Regions from separate parts of the Macaca mulatta genome. Here region 1 is linked to region 2. Evidence: chromatin contacts called from public Micro-C data. All regions are on one chromosome and are shown on one strand. The core of a region is the stretch at or near the end of the contact, and the rest is flanking DNA. Distances in the headings are between cores, read along the strand shown.

Region 1 (3,090 bases), core at 498-2,997, 290 kb after region 2:
CGTTTATCCATTTGTCAGGTGATGAACATTTGAGTTATTTCAGCCTTTTGATTATGATGAATAATGTTGCTAAAACATTCCTGTATGTGTTTTGTGTGGACATGTGTTTTCATTTTTCTTGGGCACCTAGGCACTGAACAGATTTATTTCCTTCTTCCTAACCCTCTCCCACTTTATTCTGAAGTTCGTATGAGCCAAAGCAAGGATTGGAAGAAATTTTAGAAGTAACCTCCTGGAAGTCCATGAATTAGCAGCAGTGAGAGGCTAGAGGCCTAACAAAGAATTGGGAAGCAGCTGCTGTATCCCAAGCAGCAAATGTCAGTGTGGATGGGGAAGAGAGAGAATCATTCTGTGGCAGGAGAACTTGGCTGCTGACAATGAGACTGCACCCTTGGGATTTGTCCCTTGGATTCTTTGGCAGCCAAGCTCTAACCTCTGAAACACAAGAAAAAATGAGCAAGGTGATTTGTGCAGGCCACCTCTACATCTGAAGAAAGGAGTCATAGCAAATGATCCACCACTATCTAGTCCCAGAGTGGATTAATACAAACCACCCCAAGACCCTGGGGTACTCTAAGATTGGCCCCAGACAAGCCATGGGGATACAGCACAGAAAAACTGTCCATGGCCTATATCAAAGATGCAGCTAGAGACCAGGCATCGTGGGAGGTTCACAAAGGGGAGGCCTTGTCTTGTCCGCGGGAAGCTATGCTCACAGCTTGTCTCCCCAGACTTGCTAGAGAGGCCACATCCATAACAAAGGCTCAGACCTCACGTTTGGAGTGGCCACCATATGTTTTGGTTTTAGCTTTGCCTAGAAGCCTTGCAAATTGTTTAGTAAAGCCAGGCCAGAGCATATATCCAAATGCTACTGCATCGATCCCAAGCTACCTATTTGACTTGTTAGATGGCACAGAGGGTGGAGATATTATCACTCTACTAAGTGCCTCCATATCAATGAGTCCCAGAAAGGAGCATGTGCCCACTTAACCCCCTTTGCTGTGCTACATTAAAAATCATTTATGGCCGGGTACAGTGGCTCGCGCCTGTAATCTCAACACTCTAGGAGGCCGAGGTAGGCTGATCACTTGAGACCAAGAGTTCAAGACAAGCCTGGGCAACATGGTGAAACCCCATCTCTACAAAAAATACAAAAATTAGTCGGGCATGGAGGTACATGCTTGTAGTCCCAGCTACTTGGGAGGCTGAGGTGTGAGGATCACTTGAGTCCAGGAGGTTGAGGCTATAGTAAGCTGTGATCATGCCACTGCACTCCAGCCTGGGCAACAAACTCTGTCTCAAAAAAATGTAAATAAAAAATTTTTTTAAATCATTGATTTAAGGCTGGGTGTGGTGGCTTAAGCCTGTAATCCCAGAACTTTGAGAGGCTGAGGTGGGAGGATCGCTCGAGCCCAGGAGTTCAAGACCAGCCTGGGAAACATAGTGAGGTCCTGTCTCTATAAAAAAATAAAACATTACCCGGCCATAGAGGCATGTGCCTGTGGTCACAGTTTCTTGCAAGACTGAGGCAGGGGGATCACATGAGCCTAGGAGGTCACAGCTGCAGCAAGCCATAACTGTGTCACTGCACTCCAGTCTGGATGACAGAATGAGACCCTGTCTCAAAAAATATATATATATTTATTATTGCCCTTGGATAGAATCTTTAAATTCACAGAAACACTTAGAACCCTGTAGAGAGAGAAGTGCTGAATTGCAAGTTCTCCAACAATGCTTCCTCTTTCTAGATGTTTGCTCAGCATCAATTCAGATACTGCTGAATAGAAGGTAACACCCAACCACACAGCCAGAGGCCTCCTGGGGAAATGGGGGACTGCTGTCCCCTAACCCCTCTTTCTCCTGCCTCTACCCCTTGGCTTCACAGTGATTATTCATTTTTTAACGCTCATATGCTGGGTGCCTGTTGCCTGTGTCAGGGGCACGCTGTCAGTCCCTACAAACAGGTAAAACTGATTAACTGAATCTTGCCCTCCACCGGCTTACCGCGCAACAGTAGAGACTGAAAGCAACAGATGAGGGTGAGCTTTGGAAGAGCTGATGAGGCCATGATTAATTTCAACTGAGAGGTAAGAGAGGAGGAAGGAGGGATGTAGATTTCAGCTGGGTCATAAAGGATGGGCAATATTTCAACAACAGAAAAGTGAGACGAGGGCATTCCAAAGCTCTGAAGGCTGTTTTAAAACACAACCTGAAAATTCTGTCGCTATCTTCTCACTGGGAGGTAGAATCCACTCCCCCTCCCCTTCATCCTGGGCCCAGCGACCTGCTTAACCAGGGTCAGTTTCCAAACCCAGGTCTTGAAGTGGCAGCTTCCTCTTCCTGACTCTTAGGATGCTCACTCTCAGAGCACAGCTTACAGAGGAGAGAAGACACCCCCAGTATCCAAGAGAAGAGACCTCCAGGAGAAGCTTGTGCGGGTGTGCCGACCACCAGCCCCAGTGGAGGTCCCAGCCAACATCAGCTCTGACTTCCAGCCATGTGAGTGAGCCGGCCCAGCTCCCTGGCTTCGTGCTACCCCAGCTGGTGCCACTGATACAGGAGGTAGAAAGAAATTATTTAGACAGATAGTGAGGGCAAAAGAGTCCTCGACAGAACTTCCCTTCTAACAAAAAACAGCTCAAGAAATTATTTTTTTCCTAACCAAGAATAGCCTGAAAAATCAAACCACAGACACAGATAAACAAAGAAAACTAGAAAAACTAGAAACTTACACAGGGAAATGCCAACGACATCGATAGAAAAGAGACTACCTGGGGGCCGGACGTGTCCACCATGGAAGTTCCATCTTCCCCTTCTTTGTTAACACGTGTACAGTAAAAAATAAATGGGCAACATGACACAACTCAGACTGAAAACCCACCTACATAATAAAATACTGGGGTGGGAGTTGCCAGAAATGTACACCCTATACAAATGGCACACCTGGTCCTAATCAATTTTTCATGCCCTTTGTAGATCAGACACCGCCTCCCCCCCAACTCATCTATAAAACACCCCACATTTAACCACAGTTCAACAGCCCATTTTTCCGGGACCCTTCTCTATAACAGACAGCTATTCTCTCTCTTT
Region 2 (3,203 bases), core at 135-2,634:
CACCATGTTGGCCAGGCTGGTCTCGAACTCCTGACCTCAGGTGATCCACCCACCTTGGCTTCCCAAAGCGCTGGGATCACAGGTGTGAGCCATGGCGCCCGGCTGGAGATTGGTTCTTAAAAATTAAAATATAATTTAAAAACCATTTCAGACCGAGAGTTGATAGAGGGCTGGACTGATGGGTGACAAAACAAATACAATACAACGTAACTGTAGAATCTAGGTGGTGGGCATATGGGTGGGCATATGCTGGGTGTCTGAAAAACTTCAAAATAAAATGTTGAGGGGAAAAAAACACCTCACCTGCCAGTCCAGGTCAGTCACTGCCAGTCTCTTTTCACATGTCCTTATCCCTGGAAAAACATCCAAATTCACTCTGGGTGCGCCTCAGTGAGCCCCAGCCTGGGAGGACCCACGCCGCCCTGCCCCTCCCGCAGCTCTAAGGCTGGCCTCACCTGGGGATCAGGACACCGGGTTCCAGTCCCTGCTCTGCCAGTGACTTGCTCTGTGCCCTTGAGCGAGGGCTCAGGGCACAGCCCACATTTTGTGGTCTAACTTTACATGAGACTTACCAGGGGAGCACAAGAATCCCTGCCTTTGGGAGGTTGCTGGAGTTGTCTTTGAATGGGTTTTCCTCAACCCTAAAAGGCTTAGCAAGTTCAGGGCCTTCAGCTGGGCGAGGAGAACGTTCCAGCCCAGGCAGCCACAGGGTGGCCCCACCAGCCCGGGAGCAAGGACACCTGCGATTCACAGAGCGCGACGAGGCTCCGCCCTGCGAACCAGCCCCGCCTACTTCCTGTCGGCCCCGCCCCTTCCCGGGTCGGGGAGCGAGGGAGGGTCCCGAGCTCCGTCCAGCTCCGCGGGCGCAGAGCCCAGGGGCCCCGGAGCTTGGGAGCCCGCGGGAGAGAGCTGAAGGGGCGGATCCGTGGGAGGTGAAGGCAGGGGAAATGCGTGTCTGCATTTTTTAATTTGCAGGGGATATTTTCTGTCCCTTTTGTCCCCGAAGCCTCTGCTTTTTGGATGAAAAGTTGGCTTTACTACCCTCTCTCTCCTTCCCGCGCGCACACACCTTGGAGGCGTCATACCAGGCGGTGACCGCAGAGGAAGCATCCAGCGCCACAATTCTTGCCTTGTCAGCTGCTCCCGCCAAGTCCCCAGAAAGCTCCCGGTTCATCAGAACAGCAACATTAAAGGAAGGCCCAATTTATCTATGGAAAAATCTGCTCCGGCCTTCCTCTTGTAGCCCCAACCGTTTTCACTTATAAGTAGCCGCTTTGGGTCTAACTGTTGGTTCTACAGTTGCTGTCAATGTGCCCACCATTTTGTACTCAGCTTAAAATTGTTTGTTTGTTTGTTTGTTTATTTATTTATTTATTTAGAGGCAGAGTCTCGTTCTATCACCCAGGCTGGAGTGCAGTGGGACACGATCTCTGTTCACTACAACCTCCACCTCCTGGGATCAAGTGATTCTCCCGTCTCAGCCTCCTGAGTAGCTGGGATTATAGACGTGCGCCACCATGTTCGACTAATTTTTGCATTTTTAGTAGAGACGGGGTTTCGCCATGTTGGCCAGGCTTGTCTTGAACTCTTGACTCAAGTGATCTGCCCAACTTGGCCTCCCAAAGTGCTGGGATTACAGGCGTGAGTCATCATGCCTGGCCAAAAAAATTGTTTTTAATGTATCAGCAACATCTTTTCATGTTTCTCTTTACAATTTTTTTTTCTTTTTTGAGACAGGGTCTTAACTTTGTCACCCAGACATGGTCATAGCTCATTGCAGCCTCCATCTCCCTGGGCTCAGGGGATCCATCTCAGCCTCCCAAGTAGCTGGGACCACAGGTGCTTTATAAGCTTTACACATCTCATTGTAGCCAGTTTCTTAGAGTTGATGCACCATAATGTGTTTAACTAAATTTTTCTCTTCTTGGACATTTAGATTTTGTTCAGGTTTAGCACCAGCTGTGATAAGGGTCTTCAAGCCTCTGCTTCCTGCTGTGGAATTGTTGCCACAGGACACATTCCCCGATGGGATTACTGAGTCAGAGGAAGTGGACGTTGAGTGGCTTTCAACAGACAGGCTGTGTTGCTCTCATGGTGTCCATGCAGGTACCACCAGCAATGTGTACACATACAGGAAGCGCCGGCTTCCGTGTAGTCTTGTTGCCATGGCGTGTTGGGGTCTCTGAGACCACCCTGGGTTTGACGATTGGCTAGGAAAACTCGCAGGACTCAGCATACAGTGATACTCAAGGCTATGATGTATTACGACAACAGGACATGAAGCAAAATCAGCAAAGGAAAAAGGCACGTGGGTCAAGTCCAGAGGAAAGGGAGTGTGAGGGTCCAAGACCCTGTCACACGCTGGACGCACTCACTTCCCCCAGCAGTGTGTTGGGACAACACATGTGGAATGTCATCTGTCAGGGACACTCACTAGAGATTTGGCACCGAGGATTTTACTGCAGGCTAGTCACAAAGGCACCCTCTGCCTAGCATGTACCGAAATTCTGGACTCCCAGTACGAAGACATAAACCACAGTGTTTACACGGTTTAGGGGCAGTGAGCTGTTCTTATCCGGGAAGGGTGGGAACACTCCCCAAGTCAATTTCCCAGATACCAACCAAGGGCCAACCTTGCAAGCAGTCCTTGCTAAAGATGACATTGCTATAATTTGTATTTCTTTCATTTTTCTTTTGAGGGTAAATCATGTCGGTATAAAATAATGAGACGGGACTGGGCCATCCGAAGGTTCATTCACTGTCAAGGCTGGAGGTTGATGCCAGCTGTCGGCTGTGACCTCAGGTGGGTCTGGCGGCCAGCTGGGGCCCCTCCGTGTGGCTTGGGCTTCTCTCCAATGTGAAGTGGCTGTGTTTCAAGGATGAGGAACTGACAAAGAGGGAGCCAGGTGGAAGCTGTGTCACCTTTTCTATCCTAACCACAGAAGCCACCCTGTGCCACTTCTACCACGTTCTGTTTATTAGAAACAAGTACAAATACTGGCCCATATTCAAAGGGAGGAGAATTAAACTCCACTTTTAATGGGAGAAGGATCAAATAATTTGCAGAGGTTATTTAAAACCATCACAAACAGATTTGGCATGTTTAGGCATTTATTCTACACACACACAAAAAAGATACAAATGTGCAAAGTTACTTGAGACTATTTTCTGCTGTATTATTTGTGTTAGTAAAAAAAAAAAAA

What was found. Hi-C and Micro-C count contacts between places; a contact is called where the count stands out from the background.
Region 1: a contact with region 2 is called in a Micro-C map of CD4 T cells, with 17 times the contacts expected there. The contact joins the enhancer-like site here to the promoter of C13H2orf50 in region 2. A contact is called at or near these places in 7 of 14 Hi-C or Micro-C datasets (CD4 T cells, blood, fetal cortex germinal zone and 4 more).

The regions. Positions count from the first base shown.
Region 1 is chr13:113,991,989-113,995,078 of T2T-MMU8v2.0, forward strand. No RefSeq gene overlaps it. Among named protein-coding and RNA genes, the nearest start is that of PDIA6, 9.0 kb to the right of the region's middle. Within about 2 kb of position 1,748, at least 2 of the 40 cell types and tissues checked have an H3K27ac peak or open chromatin away from gene starts, as enhancers often do.
Region 2 is chr13:113,700,701-113,703,903 of T2T-MMU8v2.0, forward strand. It overlaps C13H2orf50 (chromosome 13 C2orf50 homolog), which reads right to left and starts at 1,385. Exons shown (of 4, transcript XM_077960138.1): 1 at 1-1,385.